7 separate regions of the Mus musculus genome follow, and all the other regions are linked to region 2. A link is a contact called in public ChIA-PET, HiChIP or PLAC-seq and promoter capture Hi-C data. All regions are on one chromosome and are shown on one strand. The core of a region is the stretch at or near the end of the contact, and the rest is flanking DNA. Distances in the headings are between cores, read along the strand shown.

The links. Promoter capture Hi-C pulls out the DNA fragments that hold promoters and counts their contacts. ChIA-PET counts read pairs in DNA pulled down with a chosen protein or histone mark. HiChIP or PLAC-seq counts read pairs in DNA pulled down with a chosen protein or histone mark. Capture Hi-C pulls out chosen DNA fragments and counts their contacts.
Region 1: a contact with region 2 is called in a promoter capture Hi-C map of fetal liver, with 5 times the contacts expected there. The contact joins the promoter of Gchfr here to the promoter of Pak6 in region 2. A contact is called at or near these places in 3 of 39 promoter capture datasets (the SN4741 cell line, fetal liver and frontonasal cranial neural crest) and 1 of 115 datasets of contacts at active chromatin or transcription factors (pancreatic cancer cells).
Region 3: a contact with region 2 is called in an RNA polymerase II ChIA-PET map of memory CD8 T cells, with 8 read pairs. The contact joins the promoter of Ccdc32 here to the promoter of Pak6 in region 2. A contact is called at or near these places in 1 of 39 promoter capture datasets (the C10 cell line), 1 of 484 Hi-C or Micro-C datasets (LSK cells), 2 of 115 datasets of contacts at active chromatin or transcription factors (embryonic stem cells and memory CD8 T cells) and 1 of 9 other capture datasets (pancreatic islet).
Region 4: a contact with region 2 is called in a promoter capture Hi-C map of liver. The contact joins the promoter of Chst14 here to the promoter of Pak6 in region 2. A contact is called at or near these places in 7 of 39 promoter capture datasets (the C10 cell line, the HPC-7 cell line, cranial neural crest and 3 more), 1 of 484 Hi-C or Micro-C datasets (embryonic stem cells), 7 of 115 datasets of contacts at active chromatin or transcription factors (embryonic stem cells, epiblast stem cells, forebrain and 2 more) and 3 of 9 other capture datasets (adipose tissue, liver and pancreatic islet).
Region 5: an H3K4me3 HiChIP or PLAC-seq map of forebrain shows a contact between it and region 2, with 3 times the contacts expected there. The contact joins the enhancer-like site here to the promoter of Pak6 in region 2. A contact is called at or near these places in 6 of 39 promoter capture datasets (the C10 cell line, the HPC-7 cell line, embryonic stem cells and 2 more), 7 of 484 Hi-C or Micro-C datasets (the G1E-ER4 cell line, LSK cells, cortical neurons and 3 more), 13 of 115 datasets of contacts at active chromatin or transcription factors (acute myeloid leukemia, astrocytes, bone marrow-derived macrophages and 7 more) and 2 of 9 other capture datasets (adipose tissue and liver).
Region 6: a contact with region 2 is called in an RNA polymerase II ChIA-PET map of effector CD8 T cells, with 22 read pairs. The contact joins the promoter of Eif2ak4 here to the promoter of Pak6 in region 2. A contact is called at or near these places in 7 of 39 promoter capture datasets (the 3T3-L1 cell line, cranial neural crest, hippocampal neurons and 4 more), 1 of 484 Hi-C or Micro-C datasets (embryonic stem cells), 2 of 115 datasets of contacts at active chromatin or transcription factors (effector CD8 T cells and pancreatic cancer cells) and 2 of 9 other capture datasets (adipose tissue and pancreatic islet).
Region 7: an HNF4G HiChIP or PLAC-seq map of pancreatic cancer cells shows a contact between it and region 2. The contact joins the enhancer-like site here to the promoter of Pak6 in region 2. A contact is called at or near these places in 4 of 39 promoter capture datasets (the 3T3-L1 cell line, cranial neural crest, hippocampal neurons and 1 more) and 3 of 115 datasets of contacts at active chromatin or transcription factors (embryonic stem cells, pancreatic cancer cells and stem cell-derived neural progenitor cells).

What each region holds. Positions count from the first base shown.
Region 1 is chr2:119,166,338-119,169,037 of GRCm38.p6, forward strand. It overlaps Gchfr (GTP cyclohydrolase I feedback regulator), which reads left to right and starts at 1,451. Exons shown (of 3, transcript NM_177157.4): 1 at 1,451-1,536. The coding sequence starts at 1,501.
Region 2 is chr2:118,662,319-118,665,018 of GRCm38.p6, forward strand. It overlaps Pak6 (p21 (RAC1) activated kinase 6), which reads left to right and starts at 1,259. Exons shown (of 11, transcript NM_001033254.3): 1 at 1,259-1,705; 2 at 2,465-2,548.
Region 3 is chr2:119,028,122-119,030,821 of GRCm38.p6, forward strand. Ccdc32 (coiled-coil domain containing 32) reads right to left here and starts at 1,272. Exons shown (of 4, transcript NM_199310.2): 1 at 1,196-1,272.
Region 4 is chr2:118,925,185-118,927,884 of GRCm38.p6, forward strand. It overlaps Chst14 (carbohydrate sulfotransferase 14), which reads left to right and starts at 1,313. Exons shown (of 1, transcript NM_028117.3): 1 at 1,313-2,700. The coding sequence starts at 1,468. The coding sequence ends at 2,598.
Region 5 is chr2:118,975,071-118,977,770 of GRCm38.p6, forward strand. No RefSeq gene overlaps it. Among named protein-coding and RNA genes, the nearest start is that of Gm39914, 12 kb to the right of the region's middle. Within about 2 kb of position 1,416, at least 150 of the 459 cell types and tissues checked have an H3K27ac peak or open chromatin away from gene starts, as enhancers often do. A contact at or near this core is called in the G1E-ER4 cell line, the HPC-7 cell line, bone marrow-derived macrophages and 7 more, where this site is marked.
Region 6 is chr2:118,387,307-118,390,006 of GRCm38.p6, forward strand. It overlaps Eif2ak4 (eukaryotic translation initiation factor 2 alpha kinase 4), which reads left to right and starts at 1,311. Exons shown (of 39, transcript NM_013719.3): 1 at 1,311-1,546. The coding sequence starts at 1,403.
Region 7 is chr2:118,286,549-118,289,248 of GRCm38.p6, forward strand. The region is part of intron 1 of Gpr176 (G protein-coupled receptor 176); the gene reads right to left. Among named protein-coding and RNA genes, the nearest start is that of 1700054M17Rik, 17 kb to the right of the region's middle. Within about 2 kb of position 1,288, at least 46 of the 459 cell types and tissues checked have an H3K27ac peak or open chromatin away from gene starts, as enhancers often do. A contact at or near this core is called in pancreatic cancer cells, where this site is marked.

The DNA of each region.
Region 1 (2,700 bases), core at 201-2,700, 500 kb after region 2:
GGGGTGGGGTGAGGGTTTGTTGTTTTGTTCCTTTGTTTCCTTATTAGGTTTTGGTTTGTGATTGTTCTGAGACAGATTCAGTTCTCTCTCTCTGTCTCTCTGTCTCTCTCTGTCTCTCTCTGTCTCTGTCTCTCTGTCTCTCTGTCTCTGTCTCTCTCTCTGTCTCTCTCTCTGTCTCTCTCTCTCTCTGCCTCTCTCTCTCTCTCTCTCTCTCTCTCTCTCTCTCTCTCTCTCTCTCTCTTCCTTCCTGTTGCTGAGATAAAATACTCAAAACAAACAACAACCACCACCACAACAAGCCCAGCATCTTAGGGGAAAAAGAGCTTATTTTATCCCAGCTCTCAGTTCCGGCTTACAACGGAGCTTAGGATCAAACTCAGCGAACCATGGAATCAGCGGAGCATCATCCCAGCCCCTGTAGGGGTTCTTGATAGGTTCCCTGATGAGACTTTTATTTTCACCGTCCCAGGACTGAGGGTTAAATTTAGAACCTCAGTTTTTGCCCTCTACCTCTGCATTACAGCACGTCCCTTTCTGCCTCTTTAACGAGCTCTTTGTTAAACATAGATGCGTCTTATCCCTCTCGCTAATTGTTGGGGTGCGAGAGCTGGTGCCGGACAGGAAGAGGATCATATAAATACATCAGACCAGTTAGGTAAGAAGGTCAGGTTTCCAGGCCAGGGGCGGGGCGTGTTCCAGGGCAACTGGTTATATGCTTTTCCAGGGCAACTATTTTGTTCGTCTTTGCTTTTTAGGGAACCAATCAGAATGAGTCGGTTGAAGAATGTTGACCTGTCTACTTCTAGATGAGGGCGTGGACCAGCTAGTTGTGAACTCGCCGCCCTCTCTTGGGCATCAGGCTTAGGGATCGACGTTTCTATGCCTCAGGTGTTACCCTGTGATCTGCGCGTGCTCCCAAGGCTCCCTGCAGGAGGAACAGGTTCCGCGCCTTTACAGCCAGAGGACTGGCACCCAGCCAAGAGTGTAGATGATGCACAGACTTAATTTGCAGGGCCATAGATAGGCATGCAAAGACCCGCAGCCACACTTGAAAATGACAGACCCCAGGACAGACCCCAGGACGCAGGACTGCCCAGGACCTGACACTCGCGTCTCGCCTCGCCTCGTGCACTTAAGTTCACAAGGCACGCGTCCTGGTGAGGACACGCAGTCCCCGCTTCCCTTTAGTCCTCAGCGCAGTTTTCGCTCTGCTACGTTTTAGGGACAGGCGGAAACCGACTGGCATCCGCCGGACTTTGGAGCCTGAGCATGGAGGTATTGCAGGAAGAGGGCAAAGGGGCGACAGGCACCCTGTACGCCATGGCCACAACTCCTAGTGAAGTCCGCGGGGACACGCCCGCTTCCAGGTCTCTGGGGCGGCGGGACCGCGGCGCGCGCTCCTGATTGGCTCGTGCAGTGTCCGCACGGCCGCCAAGCGCCGCCCGCGGACAGAGCAGGGAGTAACGGGACTGTGGTCGCGGGCAGCCCCAGCCACGCACCATGCCCTATCTGCTCATCAGCACTCAGATCCGTATGGTGAGTACCTGGAGTGGGTGACAGCGACAGCCACTCTAAGGGACTTTCCTGATGGTCCCGCAACCGGCCTACCACGCCCCCGCGGCGCGGACACCAGGCAGGGTCAGGCGACTGGATGGGCAGGGAGTTCCGCGGGGACACCCACGACCCGCTTCACAAGCGCTGCAGCCAGGGCCCGCACGCCAAAGGCCAAGCTAAGCTGCGCACACAGCGGCTCACCTGTAGCCCCCTCCAGGCAGGGCTCGTTCTGATGCAGAGAGAATTCGGGTTAGAGGTGGAGAGGGCTGCGGGCAGCCTGGAGAGCACCACGCGGGGGTCTGAGGTCACGCTTCTCTAGGTGAAGTTTCGGGGGGGGACATGGGAGGGAGGTGGTACTGGCTGCTTTATAAGTCTCCTCAAATCCCCTTTCAAAGGATACCTGGTGCCCCCCCACCCCCACAGCTAAATAGCTGGGCGCGCTACCCCATCCTATTCCAATGCCCAGCGGTAGGTACAAATCTAGCTCCCAGGGGATAGCCAGGAGTAGTGGGCTCAGCATGAAACAGGAGAGGTCTTGACAATACCCAAAGGGCCATGAAAACCTGTACAGTTGTTGAAATCTGGATTGCTGGGCACATTCACCTCTCTTCCTCCTCAAATAATTTTTTAAAATTCTTTCCAAGTTTTCTTTCTTTGTTTTTTAGAGTTTTATTTATTTATTTTATGTATATGAGTATACTGTAGCTGTACAGATGGTTATGAGACTTCATGTGGTTGTTGGGAATTGACCGGTCAACCCCAGTCACTCAGGCCCAAAGATTTATTTATTATAAATCAGTACACTGTAGCTGTATTCAGATGCACCAGAAGAGGGTGTCAGATTTCATTGTGGGTGGTTGTGAGCTACCATGTGAGATTTGAACTCAGGACCTTTGGAAGAGCAGTCAGTGCTCTTACATGCTGAGCCATCTCACTAGCCTTCTTTCCAAGTTTTGTGTATGTGTGTGACAGGGTCTCATGTAACACAGGCTGGCCTCAGTTTGTTATGTATTGGAGGCTAGCCTTGCTTCCCAATTACTGGGATTACAGGCATGTCCCACCAGGCATGTCCTACCTGGCTTGGTTCTCTTAAATTATGGAGGTTTTGTTGTCTGTCTGTCTGTCTGTCTGTCTTTCTGTCTGTTT
Region 2 (2,700 bases), core at 9-2,508:
AGCAGGCCAGAGTCACTCAATTAGTGAACAATAGAGCTGAGATGTGAGCTCAAGACTGAAAATTCAGAGCTCAGGGAGTTAGCCACATTTTAAGAATGAATGTTCAAAAGTGATGTGAATACTTTAGTGCCCCCTTGGGTAGTTAGAATCAGAAGACTTCTAGCTTTCTCGTGGCAGTACTTGTGGGTCTAGGAACACGTGGTGGGCAGTGTGGGCTGGACTGTTCACAATGGGGCAGCTACCACATAGGTTTGAGGTCAGCCTTCAGCAGAGTTTAGAGGAAGCCACAGAGAGATTATGGAATGATGCCTGGGAAAAGGGAAAAGGCAAACAATTGGCTAAGACGGGAATTTGGGCACTTCCCAGATGGACATGAGAGAAAATGACCAGTGAAGGAGGCAGGAGGCTCAAGACAGTGAGGGAGGGGCCATGCTTACGGAGTGCTCTTCAGGGAACCAGCAGGTGGGCATCCTGAGTCTCCTTTCCTCCCATGCAACTGTTTCTAGTTGTGGGAGGGGCGATGCTGGAGCAGGGGAGAACAGAAAGATGGTACCCACAGAGCTGAGTACCCCACCCTCCATCCTCACCCTTTTTGCCCTTTAGGACAAAACCAGATGAGAACGTGCAGCCCAGGTGTGGCCACGCCTGCCAGGGCTGAGACCCACAGCTGCAAACCTGGGGCGCGGATGGGAAGGGGGTTAGGCTTGGCTGTGAGCCAAGAAGGTCTGGTTTCTGGGGAACAACGGTGAGGTGAACTACAGTAGGCTCCTCTGAATCCCACCCCTCAGTCTTTTCTCTCCCTCCTCCCCCTCAGCAAAGGAAAGCAGTAAGAAACGTGTTTTTTTATAAATAGCTCCAGCCCCAGCTGATTTGTAAATTCAGTGGGTTTTTTTGTGTCAATGACATCACCCTCCTCCCCATGGCAACCCCCGACGATATCAAAATTGCCAGGCAACGTTGGAGCTGCTCGCGCCCTACAGGAGCAGGTCGCTGCCTGAGATTCTAATGGAGAAATCCCAAAGTGAGCTGGGGTGCACGGTGGAGGAGGGGTGCGCCGCGGCCGGGGCTGCCGGGCCCTGATCGATTGACCAGAGGAAGGCGGGAGCGGTTGTCGCTTGCTCCGCAGCTTGAACACACCGGGGGCTCCACGGCCAGCTCTTCCTGACAGCAGCGGCAGACCACAGCAGGTGGGGGGAGGGCACTGCTCGGTTCCTGACATGCCGGGAGCAGCAAGCAGCCATCCAGGTGACTAAGCCGGCCCACCGCCACTGAGTCACCCACCCACCCTGGCTTTTCTTCCTTCCCCCTTTGCATCTGATTATTTGGGGAGCTGAAAACTTGGAGGTGTCCCTGAGGCCCGCCCCTTCTAACTCTCCCCGCCCTACCTCGGCTTGGAGGAAAATGGAACTCGCCCGGAAGCTGCCACTACCCCCTAAGGACATGGAAGGCACGGAGGGAGCCAGAGGTGCCCATGGAGAGACCTCGGCTGGCAGAATACAATAGCAGACATGGTGTTCGGGCTGCCCGTGTGTCCTCTGAAGGTTCTGGGAGAGAAGGGGAGTCTAGTCCACACCGACTGGAGTCCTTCTGGGCTGCCTTTGCGCTCACCTCTCAAGGGGATCTTTCTGTAAAAGGAAACGTGTGGCTTCCAGGGTCACTGGTATTTGGAGAGCAAGACTGGATTGGCATAGGCAGGCCTGTGCAGGTAGGTGGCTCTGTACTGGGTGTGGACCCACGTGTGTGAGAGGGTGAGGGTGTGTCACAGTGCGTATGCGCCCAGCCAGATCTGAGGACAGCCGCTGGTCAGCAGAGAGCTGGGATGGGGACCTGACAGGGGTTGATTCTGATCGATGCTGGGCCAGCCTAGTCTTGAGTGCATGTTGGGGAGAAGGGACAGCAAACACGTGGCCTGAGCAGACAGAAGGACAGCTGCCTGCTCGGGCAGGCCCAAGCCCTGGCTGGGACCACAGGACAGAGACGTGGCCAGATGCCAAGGTAGGACGTGGTCCTGAGGCCTGGCCAAGTGTTAGGAACTAAACTAATAGGCATGGGTGTGCAGGTTCATCTCTTGTCTTCCTGACAGCCCTGAGTGCCCAGAGAACACCTTTCTAACAAGGATCTTATCACTCTCCCAGGCAGAGCTGTTCAGCTCCTATGTGTGTCCCTGCTGAGCTCAAAGACACATCCAATGAGCAGGCTACAGGCCGGGGCTCGGCTGGGGGCCACCCTGAAACCCCCTTTCAGGCATGCCCCTATGTGTGACAGGCAGAGGGGTGTGGGCCCCCTACCTCCTCCACACAACTGGCAGGCTTTTAGGCACATTGGTGAGTAAGCTGCCGCAGGCAGGGAGGTTGTGCCCACAGAGATGAGATGACACCAATCAGGGACCTTCTGGGGAAAAGCGGCTGAAAGAGAAAATCACCGGGGTCTTTCTTTTTCTTTCTTTTTTTTTTTTTGCCTAAAGGTAGCACCAAGCTTCTGGGCTCCAGACAAGCACCAGCCTACAGTGGGAGAGGGTGAGGCCCAGCTGCCCAGAAGGAGTGCCAAGGTAAGGTCTCCACTGTGGCAGCAGGTTCTGGATTCTTGAGCTGGGGACAGGGTATCCATTTATTGAGGCCACTCCTCACCTAGGCCAGAGAAGCTAACTCCGTGTTCACAAAAAAAAAAAAACAAACAAAAAAACCAAAAAACCAAAAACTG
Region 3 (2,700 bases), core at 22-2,521, 370 kb after region 2:
GAGAAGCTACAGCCCCAGCCCTTGCATTTTACATATTCAATGAACACAAGACTCTCTATGTTCCCATGGTGCATCCGTGGCTAACTACTGTGCTGTCTGCAGACCTCCCTCATACAGCTGTTCTATCATGGTCAGTTAGGGTGTCTTCAGTGGGACACAGACTGACAGTCTTACATTGTCCCTCACATGTGAAAACAGCAAAAATGGGCTTGGTGAAAAGTCATCATAGCGCAAGGTTAAGTGTGTATTACAGTGGCAGCAGGGCTGTGTACTTCAAGTTCCTCCACACCCCTATTCATACTTTTTCCACTTTATTTTTTTATTATTACTATTTTAATTGCCCATATTTTTGCTGTAAAGTGCGATAATTGAATAAGTGTATGCAATGTGTATTCAACCAAATAATTAGCACTGAATGTAAATAATGAAAGAGAGGCATTCTCATCATTTTAGAGACACATTTAGGAATGGTGAAGCACATCTGTACTCCTGCACTAAGGAGTCTGAGGCAGAAAAGAGCATGAATTCCAGGAGCTGGTGAGGAAGAAGGAAGTGGAGCAGGAAAAGGGCGAGGAAGAAGCAGGAAGAGGAAATAACAAGATCAAATGAGCAGTTTGCTCAAAGCAGCATTGCTGGTATATGATGTTTTGCTTCCAAATCCTTATTTTCACCCAGCACCAACACTATGCCTGCTTGGGAAACACACTGAAAGTCGCCCACGCCGAGATGGGAGAAGGGCTATGCATAGAGTCTAGGGGCTTCCATAACCATCTAGGTTTATGGAATCGGTCGACGCCTTCTTTTAAGAGGGCTTTTAAAGATCAGGAAAGCTGACAAGGGCAAAGTCTGAATTCCAGCCAAGTCCAGCCAGCGCGAGGGCCCAAAGTAGATAGTAGTAGAAGGTCAGATATGTCACGAAGTCCTTAGAATCTCCGTGGAAGTACTCTACACACCCAAACCCCAAGTCTGCACTCACTCGGGGGTGGGGTGGGGTGAGGCATGTCCCTGACCCCGGGAACCTTCAGAACGGTAGAGGAAAACGTGTGTCCAGATCCCAGGCCTCAGTCACCCCGGCCTAAACAAATCACTGGTCTTGACGATCCGGCCCCTGATACCCTCAGTTGTGTTTCGGGGTCAGGCCATAGTAGGAGATGCTAAACACGGGACACCGCGGCCCCTCACCTACCGCAATTACCTGCCCAGCAGTTTCCAAACGCCCGGCTCAGGTTTGTCGCTGGCAGTCAGGAAGAATCGGGGAGGGGCGGAGTCTCTGAGTGACGGAGCTGAGAAGCCCTCCAATTGATGTCTGATTTTCTGTCGTTCTATGAGTTGATTGGTAAAATAGTTAATGACGCCCAGAGGCGGGCAATCGGTGGGCGGAACTAGTGGTTGCCAGGAAACGATGGAATCTCCTGTCCAGAGTTTAGTACCTTAACTCTCCAGGACCGGATTGATTCTTTGCAGGCTCCAGAGTTCCAGCTTTTCACCACCCATCCCAGACTCGGCTAGGGAAGCCAGTTTTCTAGACTTTTCTTGGTCCCCAGAGATCTTGATTTCTAAAGTCCTTCTGAAATAAGGTCCCTGCTTATCTTACAAAACTAGATGGTCCTCAAAGCCCCAAGGCTCTAGGCGCATCCCCTTCCAACGGCCCTTGCTTGGATTGTTTTCAGTGTGTATCCCAATATTAGGTGAAAATACAGATTTGGGGTCAGTAAATCGTGTATCAATTATCTCCCAAACAATCCTCTGAATATTTGTGTTACCTTTACCTCGTGACTATCTCAAGTTAGAGCATGTCAGTGACTTAGGATATCGGGGCCTCAATTCACTGACTCCTGAGACTTCATTTAGTTAAAAAAAAAATACTAAGCTCCTACTCTGCTATAGGTATTGTGAGTGTGAATTCAGAACACAGAAGACTTGTTATGGTGGGGCTGGAGAGATGGCTCAGTGGTTAAGAGCGCTGAATGCTCTTTCATTGGTCCTGAGTTCAATTCTCAGCAACCACATGGTGGCTCACAACCATCTGTAATGGGGTCCAATGTCCTCTTCTGGTGTCTGAAGACAGCTACAGTGTACTCATATACATAAAATAAATATATATTTTTAAAAAGACGTCTTATGGGCCCCAGCTTAGTGTAGGAGGAGGTCCACCAGACAGACAGACAAATGTACAAATGGCACCAAAGACGTATGGAAGATGATGGTAGTGTGGGAAGGGGGAGAGAGAGAGAGAGTTTATAACACCTTCAATAGCCAGATGTAGTAGTGCCTGTAACCCTAGCATTCTAAAGCTGAGGGCATGAGGCTGTGGAGTTCTAGGTCAATCTGAACTGCAAGTGAAAATCCTATCTAAAATTAAAACTATCTCTCTTACACAGCCTCCAATGATTGTCAACATGTTTCTTTGGTTATTCCTTGTTCCCAATGATTAAAAAAATGTTGGGGTAACTTTAAAAAAAATTATATGTATGTCTTCCATTTGGTGTCTGTAGAAGGTTGTGAGACTCCTGGTGTGGGTGCTGGGAACTGAATCTGGTCCTTTGGAAGAGCAGCAAGCACTCTTAACACCTGAGCCCCATTATTCCCACTTTCTAGAGCTGTTACTCCGTCACAAAGAAAGCTGTGATGGACAATATCAGCCAATCACCCATACCAGTAACTCGGCTGAGGAGATGTGTTCAAATTCCATCAGTGTGG
Region 4 (2,700 bases), core at 63-2,562, 260 kb after region 2:
TCCCACCACCAGAAATCTATACACTGCCTAGAAAGGGACAGCAGTGTAGTGAAGGGTCAGAAGTGGCCTGAGATGCACCCAGCATCCAACTTTAAAGCCACTGAACCTCCCAGTTCAGACATTTACCCCATGTTTTCTGTGTGGCTCTCTGAACAACAACAACACACACACACACACACACACACACACACACGTCACTTTATCCCTCAGACCCCCTCATCTGCCTAATCAGCTTCATAGTCTCACCATTCCCACCCAGTCCTTTCATCATCCTCTGGGCATAACCTGTACCAAAGTCAATTCTTCGTCCTCCCATCTAATGTGCTGTCATGACTAGGAATTGGGTCTGAAAGTCAGCCTTGGCTAGCCAGTGAAACCCATACCTAAACAACAACAACAACAAAACCTTCAGTCACAGCTACCCCAGAGTCCATACAATGTGAACAGCCACAGAATCTACTGTCAAGTGGCTGATGACTATAGGAAATAGTTAAAAACAAACAACAACAACAACAACAAAAAAACGTGATTTGTTCCCCAGTTCTGTTGTCTTAAGCCTTGTTGGGGCCCCACACGAAGTCAAGCTGTAGTGCTTAGGGACTAGTTGTATGCTGCTGTTCAAAGTACTCTGACCAATCTGTTGCCACTGGGTACATCTTGGCTCCAAGCAAAGAGGCCTTTCTGTGGTTGCTGCGTTGTACTTGTAGGTTGTCCTGAAGTATATATTGGCCATACGTGGTCCCGAGGTACTTGTCCATAGCCTCCGACCAGAGTGTCCCAGTTAGCCTACTGCTTCAGACTTGGCAGGGGAGATTCCTTTTACAGACAGATCAGCATTGCTCAGTAGATAAGCACTAGTCCCTAGGAATTACTAAAGCAAAATGTCACCATGGAGACATTAGCCAGAGCTTGACAGAGTGGCCCTGCCCTGGGCTGGGACTGGTACAAGCGGCTAAGGACCATGCTTCCGGTCAGGACAGATCTCCTTTATGTCTAGACCGACTGAGTGGTGGGTTGTCCTGCATTCAGGTCACAGCTGGAGGGACAGCGGTTCCAGAGCAGTTTAAAGCAGGATGGAGGGTGCAAATCTTAAATGGAGCACCAAGAGGACACGTGTTAAAGAGACACGGGATCTCAGTAGCTCCTGCTTTCCAGGTCTCATTTTGTCTGGAGTGGCCCAGGCTCATGAGTTCTCTCCCGGGCTAGGGTCCGCCTGCGGCCTCCCGCAACTAGCTCCTAGGACTCGGGCACCCGCCCCTCTCCCCGCCCCACAACGTGGGCCCGCCCTCGCGCCTGTATCAGGGAGGGGCGGGGAGAGAAGAGCGGCCGGGCGGGACATCCGGCCCTGGTCCCTGCCTGCACCCCGGGAGCTGGCCACCCACTATCCCTCCCCTCCCGAGACCTCCAGCCCCTGCTGCAGTCACCTCCCCTGCAGCCTCGAGGTCGGCGAGGTCTGGCCGCAGCACCATGTTTCCCCGCCCTCTGACCCCACTGGCTGCCCCGAAAAGCGCGGAGACCCTGGGCCGCACGCCAAGGCGGGCCCCATTGGGCCGGGCCCGGGCTGGGCTCGGGGGGCCGCCCCTGCTGCTGCCGTCCATGCTGATGTTCGCTGTAATCGTGGCCTCCAGCGGACTGCTGCTCATGATCGAGCGAGGCATCCTATCGGAGATGAAACCCCTTCCCCTGCACCCTCCCAGCCACAAAGGCGCGGCCTGGAGCGGGACAGATCCTAAGCCTAGAGGCCTATCCTTGGATGCTGGGGACTCGGACTTGCAAGTGAGGGAGGACATCCGAAACCGGACCTTGAGGGCCGTGTGCGGACAACCAGGCATGCCCCGGGACCCCTGGGACTTGCCGGTGGGACAGCGGCGCACCCTGCTGCGCCACATTCTCGTAAGTGACCGCTACCGCTTCCTCTACTGCTATGTCCCCAAAGTGGCCTGCTCTAACTGGAAACGTGTGCTGAAGGTGCTGGCTGGCATCCTGAACAACGTGGATGTCCGCCTCAAGATGGACCACCGCAGTGACTTGGTGTTTCTGGCAGACCTGCGGCCTGAGGAGATTCGCTACCGTCTGCAGCACTACTTCAAGTTCCTGTTTGTGCGAGACCCCTTGGAACGCCTCCTGTCTGCTTACCGTAACAAGTTTGGAGAGATCCGAGAGTACCAGCAGCGATATGGGGCCGAAATTGTCAGGCGCTACAGGGCTGGAGCTGGCCCCAGCCCTGCAGGGGACGATGTCACCTTCCCAGAGTTCCTGAGATACCTGGTGGATGAGGATCCTGAACATATGAATGAGCATTGGATGCCTGTGTACCACCTGTGCCAACCATGTGCTGTGCACTACGACTTCGTGGGTTCCTATGAGAGGCTGGAGGCTGATGCCAACCAGGTGCTGGAGTGGGTGCGGGCCCCACCCCATGTCCGGTTCCCAGCTCGCCAGGCCTGGTACCGGCCAGCCAGCCCAGAAAGTCTGCATTACCACTTGTGCAATGTTCCACGGGCCCTGCTTCAAGATGTGCTACCTAAGTATATCCTGGACTTCTCCCTCTTTGCTTACCCACTGCCCAATGTCACCAAGGAAGCCTGTCACCAATGACAGTAGGCCAGCACCTTTTGGAGTTTGGGTTTAATGATATCAGCTTTGGGATGTCTTTCAGAGAAACTCCTGGCTCTGGGTGGCTTCCTGGTTTCTCTAGGT
Region 5 (2,700 bases), core at 166-2,665, 310 kb after region 2:
TGAGTGGATTCCCCGGATTGACTGGCCAACCAGTCTAGTTAAAATGGTAAGATCCAGGTTCAGGAAGAGACCCCCCATCTCAGAAAATAAGGCAAGGCTGATGAGATGTCTCAATGGGCATAGGTTATTGCCACCAGCCTGAGAACTCAAGTTTGATGCACAGGACCTACATGTCAGGAGAGAATGACTCCCACAAGTTGTCCTCTGGCTCCTACAGGTGTGAATCTGTACAGACACGTGGAAACGCAAACAAATAAAATTGTTTGCAAAGAATTGCAAATTGAAAAAAAAATCAAGATGGAGAGCGATAAAGGAAGACACCTGCATTGGCTTCTGGCCTGCGCATGCACTCGAGGATGCCTAGCCATCTCCTCCTACAGAAAGAAAGAGAAAGACGGTGGAGGTGGGGTGTTGTTGACTAACTGCAGGGAATGCTGAGCAGGTTGCCTGGAGTAAGCAAGTGTGCGTGCCAGTGAGCAATTTAGGAGATGCAAGCCCCCCCCCTCCTCTCTGCACAAACGGGTGAAGATGTGGCAAAGTCTCTTGGAAGGGCGTGGGGGTGCGGTTCAAGTAGGCATGATTCAGACGCTGCTCAAATAAAGGGGCCGTAAGAAACAGCCAAACAGGCAAAAAGAAAGAACTTTCTGGACGAATGAAGGGCTGTGCCCCCTGCCCTATGCGTACATGTCCTTTCTTTGCTTTCCTCTAGAAGCCTTCAATAAAATCCACGTGCTCTACGAAAGCGCTGTGTAAGTGGATTTCTAGGGAGGAGTGGGAGAGTTACCAAGCCCTGCCTTGAAGGGTACAGTCAGGAAAGTCAGGTTGCAAACAACACCCATGACTGCCTTATCCTGAATGTGTCTGGCACAGTCCTAGATTCGGGTTTTGTGTTTAATGAGTGACAGATTTTTTAGGTGGCGCTTCGTGTCTACGTGTTCTGGCAAAGGAATCTGCTTGGCCCCTGCACAAGTGTTTGTGTAACGACAAAAGGGTCTTGGCTCTTGTGTGGTGGGGATGTGGTTATAGTGGGCTCCCCGGCACACGTGTTTGTATAACGACAACGGGGTTTTGCATCTTCTGGTGGGCGTTTGTGTGGTGGGGGTGCGGTTATAATGTGTTCCAATTCTTCCTCCCTACAGACCGGAAAATCTCCCTCGTTTGGACGCAAATTATTCTCTGCCGCTCTCCACTTAGCTTCACGCCGGTGGAAGGCGCCCAGCGAGCAGCGAGTAGCTGTTCCGCCCCTCGGGGACCTCATCACTCCCTCCGGTGGCTTCTCGCCCACACCGAGCCTCTAGGGAGCTACCCTAGTGGGCCCATGGTTCAGCGAGTGACAGGACCTTCTCTTTCCGCCCCACCCGGTATTGACTCGGGGCATCCCTTGAGCGCCCCCTGCTCGTGACTCCGGCACTTGCTGCAGTTCCCAGCCCTCGCGAGCCGCGGAGCGCCCGGCCACGCATCCCCGGCCGGGTCAGGATCAAGGTCTTAGTCCTGCTGCCGTGCGGCTCCCTGGGGCTGGGACCGAGGGAACGTGCGGGTCGCGCAAGCGTGAACTTGGGGCAGCCGATGCCGGTGCCAGCACCGCCGCCGGCGAGGCGGAGACGGAGCGCTGGGTGAACCCGGTGCTGATACAGTGCAGGCCGCGGCTGTGCAGCCCCCCCGGTCTGCACTGCGCCAGCCATGCGCGAGCCTGAGATCAGCCTCATTAGAACAGCGTTTTAGATCGAATTTTCGGGTGGCTCTTTGGAGGCCGCCAGTCTTGGCACAGGAGGGTAGGAAAGCAGGCTCGCTCTGGTATGTGGTGCAGCGATAGAGGAATTTTTGACCACTGCGCTAACAACCTCGCCTGCTCCCCGAACTTATGTTTTGAGGACAAACATGACAAACTGTGACATCGCCCAAATGCTTTGTATTTATCTACACAGAGCTGACATTTTCATACCTATAATTGATCTGATCCTCTGTTTATTTTGAGATAGAGTCTCAAACTCTGGATCCTAAAGCTTCCACCGGAACTCAGGGATTACAGGCATACACCACCCAGCTTCCTGATTCTAGCTGCTTCTTCTCCTCTCCCTTCTCCTCCTCTTCCTGTCGCCATTGTCTTCCTCCCGTGTCCCACTCTTCCCCAGACCCTCCATCAGCCTCAATACTGACCCCTGGCAATTTAGGCTAACACAACTCCATCAGCTGTGACCCAAGTATTCAACTCACATTTCTGCTCCCATTTGGTTCCCAGTCTTCCCGTTCTAGGCTATTTCTGGCTGTCTGTTATATGGCCCTCTCATTAATTCCTGTCCTTTAGGTGTCCTAAACGCTGTCCTCGCTGTGCCTGACTCAGGCCCAACCTTCCCTAAGATCTAGATTCACCATCTCAGTTCAGAGCACGGTTTCTAGATGGGGCCTGATGAAGTTTGTGTAGCAGACTAGTGCTCTCAGAACCCTCCCTGGAATCTCTAGGCTTGGAAGGATCCTCTTCCTGCCCAACAGGTCCCCCAGGACAAAGTCGGATTTCTTATTCTTCTCCCCAAGGGATTTGAGCTCTGTTTCTCGAGCTCTTCTACTTTGGGAGGTCCTGTGTCCTCCTAGGATGGGCCACACAACCTTTATTGCCAGGAAGGATGATTCCTACCTTATTCTTCCTGTTGGTCTGTCCAGAGATTCTGCTAGGTTTTTCACACCAAGAATTGGTAAAGGAAG
Region 6 (2,700 bases), core at 61-2,560, 270 kb before region 2:
CAGCTTAGGGGGAAACTGAGGACATGATGACAGTTTGAATGTGAGAGCTGAAAAAAAAAAAAAAAAGGCAGCACTCAACAAATATCTTCACTGTTTGTTGAGTTCTGCCATGTATCCAGGCAGGGGTCCCTGGAAACAGAACAGGTCTCCAGCTGAAGGAGGGAGGAGGTGGTTTCTAAAAGGCCTTTGTGTTACCTTGTCTGATCAGAGTGGTCTGAAGGTGAGATGCCTAAGTCAACATTACTAAGTGAACAAGATAGATGCAAACAAGATTGACAGAGACATGTCACCTAACCTAACTCGAGGCATGATAGTGCATTTTTTTTCTGAATTAAGCTACAGCAGGTAGACAACAAAGCAATAGCAATGTCTGAATAGATAGGTTACTTATATGCGTGAAAAAAAAATATGGTCAAATAGGGATGGTGGCACAGTCTCATGATCCTAGCGCTGAGAGGATAAAGTAGGAAGATTACTATGAATTCAAGGCCAGACCATGCTGCAGAGGGAGACCCTGACTCATATGGACACAAATACATCCCTTAAGTATGTAAAGTAGGGTGCAACATTTTACATGAATGTGAATGCTCAAATTTACATTAAATGAACTGGTCGGATAATTCTCTTTGTGGGATTTGAAAATGCAAGGAGAGAATTTCAGAGAGTCCAGAGAGCATGCATGAGACATTTAATTAATGATTCAAGGGTAACGAATGTGGGAAACAGGGTTTACGGTTTTTTCCTCCCAGTAGTCTCATTCTGGGAAGGTCAGGTAAGATAAACGATTTAACTCATGACTGCGCTCTAAAATTTTCCTCTCTCTAGCCAGGCAGGGTGAAGGAGTTCCAGCGCCTGTTTCTGCTACATACTTGTTTTGTGAAAACTAATATGTGTTGTCACTTTGACCTAAGAGACTGGCTCTCCAAAGTGTGTTGGCAATTCCTGACTCAATTTCTCCCCTCAGGAAGAAGGCAAAGCTTTCCCCTACTCTTGTTTTATTAGAAGTCTTGGGCCATGAGAAGTTGGAGCAAAACCCCGCCCACTGGCCTTCTCCGGAGTGGGCCAAACGAGTCAGCCGCGGAGAACCCCGCCTTCAGACCCGCCTCCTGGCCTAGGCTCCGCCCAAGGCCCTCTCACCTGCTCAGAGTCACGCCCCTAGGTCGGTCTTCAGCTCGAGACTCCGCCCCCAGGTTCGTCTCCCGCTGGAGATCCTGTCTTTAAAGCGCCTCCCCAGAGCAGAGCCACACCCCCTAGACCTGTCATCAGCTCGAGGCCCCTCCCCCAGACCCGACTCCGACTCGAGGCCCCGCCCTCAGTTCGGTCACGGCGCGGGCTGGAGCTCCCCTACCCACCCCAGAATCACCGCTACCTCGCCTAGGCCGCTGCGCCTGCCCCGGCCGCCATGGCTGGGGGCCGCGGGGCCTCTGGACGCGGCCGGGCTGAGCCACAGGAGAGCTATTCGCAGCGACAGGACCACGAGCTGCAGGCCCTGGAGGCCATTTACGGCTCGGACTTCCAGGATCTGCGGCCGGATGCGCGCGGACGGGTAGGAACGTGGTTGGTCTGGCCCGGTGTTCTCCAGTCTAGGAACCCAGCCAGACGCCTCCAGTCTGGGGCGACCACTTAGATCCTAAAGGCTTTTCATATTGCAGTTCCACTACCCTCACTTTCTGCCTCTGCGCCGCCACTGGTCTTGAGAAGGCAGCACCTGGCCTGAATTCTCTTTTTTCCCCGGTCGGGCTCCTCTCTCTGCTGTGCTTCTTATTCCCACTGACGTCCCCTAACCACCCTTCGTCCTTCCAACCATTCTTCCCCACACTGACTCGCCCCAGGCCTCGAGGTGGGTTGTGACTGCACATTCATAGTCACTCATTGCTACTTTGTGCTGGGGATGCTTAGGGGGCGTGGGTCCAGGTCTTGTGCTCTCAGCAAACAAACTCCCAGGTCACACTGTGTAAATCCCGTTTCCTGTGTGGAAGAACTTTTTGTACCTTCCTCCGAGACTTTTGAGGAATAGGTATAGAACATGTTTATTGTCGCTGTAATGCAGTGTTTACCGAGTTCTATTTAAAACATCACTTTCCTTTTTTGTGTGGAAGTTAAGCTGAGGGCAGTGACAGTCTCTCCCTATCCTTGAATAGTGTATCTGCCGAACTAAAATGTTCCTGAAGTTTGAAAGTACTTCTTTCCTCCATCTGCCTTACTTCTTTAACTCACAATGTCTGTCTTTTCTCTATATCTAGTATTTCTTTAGGAAAAGGCTTTACTTAAGCTGTCAGGGCCAAGATTCTCCCACTAAACCAATATACTTTTTAATTTAATGATTTAGACGCTAGGAACACAGTCATGGGTAAAACATGCACAAAACCCCTGCTGCCGGCGGGAAGCTTACTTTTTTAGGCCTTATTTGTAACTTTACATACAGTTATACATGCTTCTTGTAAATAGTAAGATAACCTACAGGTCATCTGGCAACTTCTCTGTTTCCAGGGAACCAGGAAGTAGGGCCTAGGCCACCAGAATAGTGTTACAGAATGTGCAGGGGACTCAGGGAGACCCAGCTGGCTTTTTTTTTTTTTTTTTTTTTTTTTAGTTTTTTTAGTTTTATGTTCCCAAGGTGCAGGAAAATGGAAGGAAAACCATCAGCCACTTTTAGGTAATGATACTGATAATCCTAAGAATTTACAGCTGATCCCAGTT
Region 7 (2,700 bases), core at 38-2,537, 380 kb before region 2:
GATGCTGCTAGTAAGCCAATCTGACAGCAGAGCCACACGCTATGGGAAGGACATGGTACTAAGCCTGCTATCCAGGGCACAGGCTATCCAGAGCTCCAGGCAGAGTCACTCCAAGGAGCTGCCTTTGTCCTTGAATATGTACAGAACTTACTGCCAAGGTCTTCTCAAACTCAATGTTCTGTGATCTTCTAGACAATGTAGAAAAACCAACTGATACATCTAGACATGTGGGCCAGCTGTTTCCAGGAATTCTCTAAAGCACTCTGCATTAGTTTGGTGATAGTGACTCAAGAAAACATCAACAGTGATCACACACACACACACACACACACACACACACACACACACGGACTCCCACTTATTCAGGATAAGAGTTGTTTATACTGATGCCACCAGTCACCATGGTGATAAGCTGAACAATAATGATTTATGAGAATCCTCCTGATTTGGAAGCCTTTCGTCACTGGTACACAGATTTGAGTCTAACCAAAGCATCTTTCTTTACATAGTGTTACAGGCAAGACTTAAAAATATGCTCAGGATCTATTAATGTAATAGTCCACTGGAAGATATTGTCTATGAAGAGATGTACACATTGCGGTATATTTGATTTTCACTGCTAGAAGAGTCTTTATCCCTTAAAGAACTTCTCACAAATAAATTATTCCCTTTGTGAGAATCAAAATCCTGAGGATTTTCATGTTGTTTTTTGAATGTGTGTGTGTGTGTGTGTGTGTGTGTGTGTGTGTGTGTGTGTGTGTGCATTTGCATGCACACCTGTGTTGGGTTGGGTTGCCATGGTGCATATGTGGTGGTCAGCCACCATTATGAAACTTCTGGCCATCAGACTATGGTCTCCAAGCTTAAAGTAGCACTCCAAGGTAAAGGTCGCACCTTTACCAGCTGAGTCACTTTGCACTGGTCCCACAGTCTGTATATTTGAAACAACATATATTTTGGATTTTCAATCCATAATTTTAACCCTGTCACCCATGTTTAAGTCTCCTCTTGTAGCACCATGAGGCTGCTAGGCACCTCAGCACTTGGATCCATCCATTCCAAAGTTGTTTGAGTCAGATCTGTAGTCAAGTCCCAAACGACCACTAGCAACAGACTCACCAGCCTTCACCCATGCTCCTGGGCTGGACTGCTCTTTCCACCCTGGGAAGCATTTCCACTGAGTCCACAGCAGGAAGCCAGCACATTCCCACTGTAGGTCCCATGGCAGGCTCAGGGGGTGCCCATTATAGGACTCTGACTCACTGAGTCCAACACCAGCTTCCTGGATGAGGAAGCCCTGACAATGACTACCTCTGAGGGATGCTGGCAAAAGCATCTAGTGCTTAACTGCTGAGTCAAGTGTGTAAGAAATGCCTGGCAAGGCTTCCAAATCAGAGGAGTGCCCATACGTCATTACGTTCAGCTTATCACCATGGTGACAGTGGCATCAGTATAAGCAACTCTTATCCTGAATAAGTGGGAACGTGCGTGTGCATGTGTGTGTGTGTGTGTGTGTAAACACTTGTGATGTTTTCTTACTGAGTAACCATATGTCATCAAGTCTCCAGCCCCAAGCCCATAGTTCATAAACCTACATGACCATTGGGATCACCACGAAACTTCTAAAGTACAGAGTCCCTACATCTAACCCTACTACATCAGAACTTTAGAGAGCATAGGAATCTTCAGTTTCATGTGCACAGCAGGAAATTTGGATGGAGTAACCACACCTAGCTTCACCAAACCCAGCAGCTCAGGAATACTACACTCAGGATTCCTTAAATAGAAAGAAAAACACCTCCCCCCTCAAAACACACACACACACACACACACACACACACACACACACACACACACACACCATAAAGGCACACACAGAAATCTCAGAGAATCTGAAAACAAGCATCCATGGAGCCTGGAGGAAAGCCTTCTCCATCAAGAATCAGGGTGGAGCTTGACCCCACTTCAGTGTGGGCAGAGCTCCAGCCACGGGGCAGCTCTTCCTTTGGGAATACCATCACCAGACCCAGTTTTAATTTTTTATAACTGACCTTCTTTGATACTTTTTAATCTCTCCCAACAGACCCACTGGGCAACCAGAAAATGAGAATATTTTAATTAGCTTTAATAGATATATTCCTAGCACCCCCATTTCATGGTGTGGCCTTAAGTATATTGGAACTATCGACTTTGTTTTAGAAAGAAGAGAAGAAGTTGGGGTGAGGGAGTTGCTCACTAAAAGCTGTACAGGGGAGGAGTACACTTGGTGGAATTATAGAGAACGAGATCTGAATGGCTTGCTTCCCGGAGGCTTGCTTGCCAGGGTGCCATCTGGTTGCTGCAGCCTGGGAGCCCTCAGGCTTGCTCTAGTTACTTCTAGTCTGGGACTTCAGGTTTTTCCTGTTTCCCAATGAAATGCCTTTGAGTGATTACCAAGATGATGTAGAACCAATTCTTAAAATGCAGACAATGAGCCGGGCGTGGTGGCGCACGCCTTTAATCCCAGCACTCGGGAGGCAGAGGCAGGCGAATTTCTGAGTTCGAGGCCAGCCTGGTCTACAAAATGAGTTCCAGGACAGCCAGGGCTATAAAGAGAAACCCTGTCTCGTAAAACCAAAAAAAAAAAAAAAATGCAGACAATGTATAAAAATATAAAGGACAAAGGTTGAAGAGATGACTCAGCTGCTAAGAATGCTTACT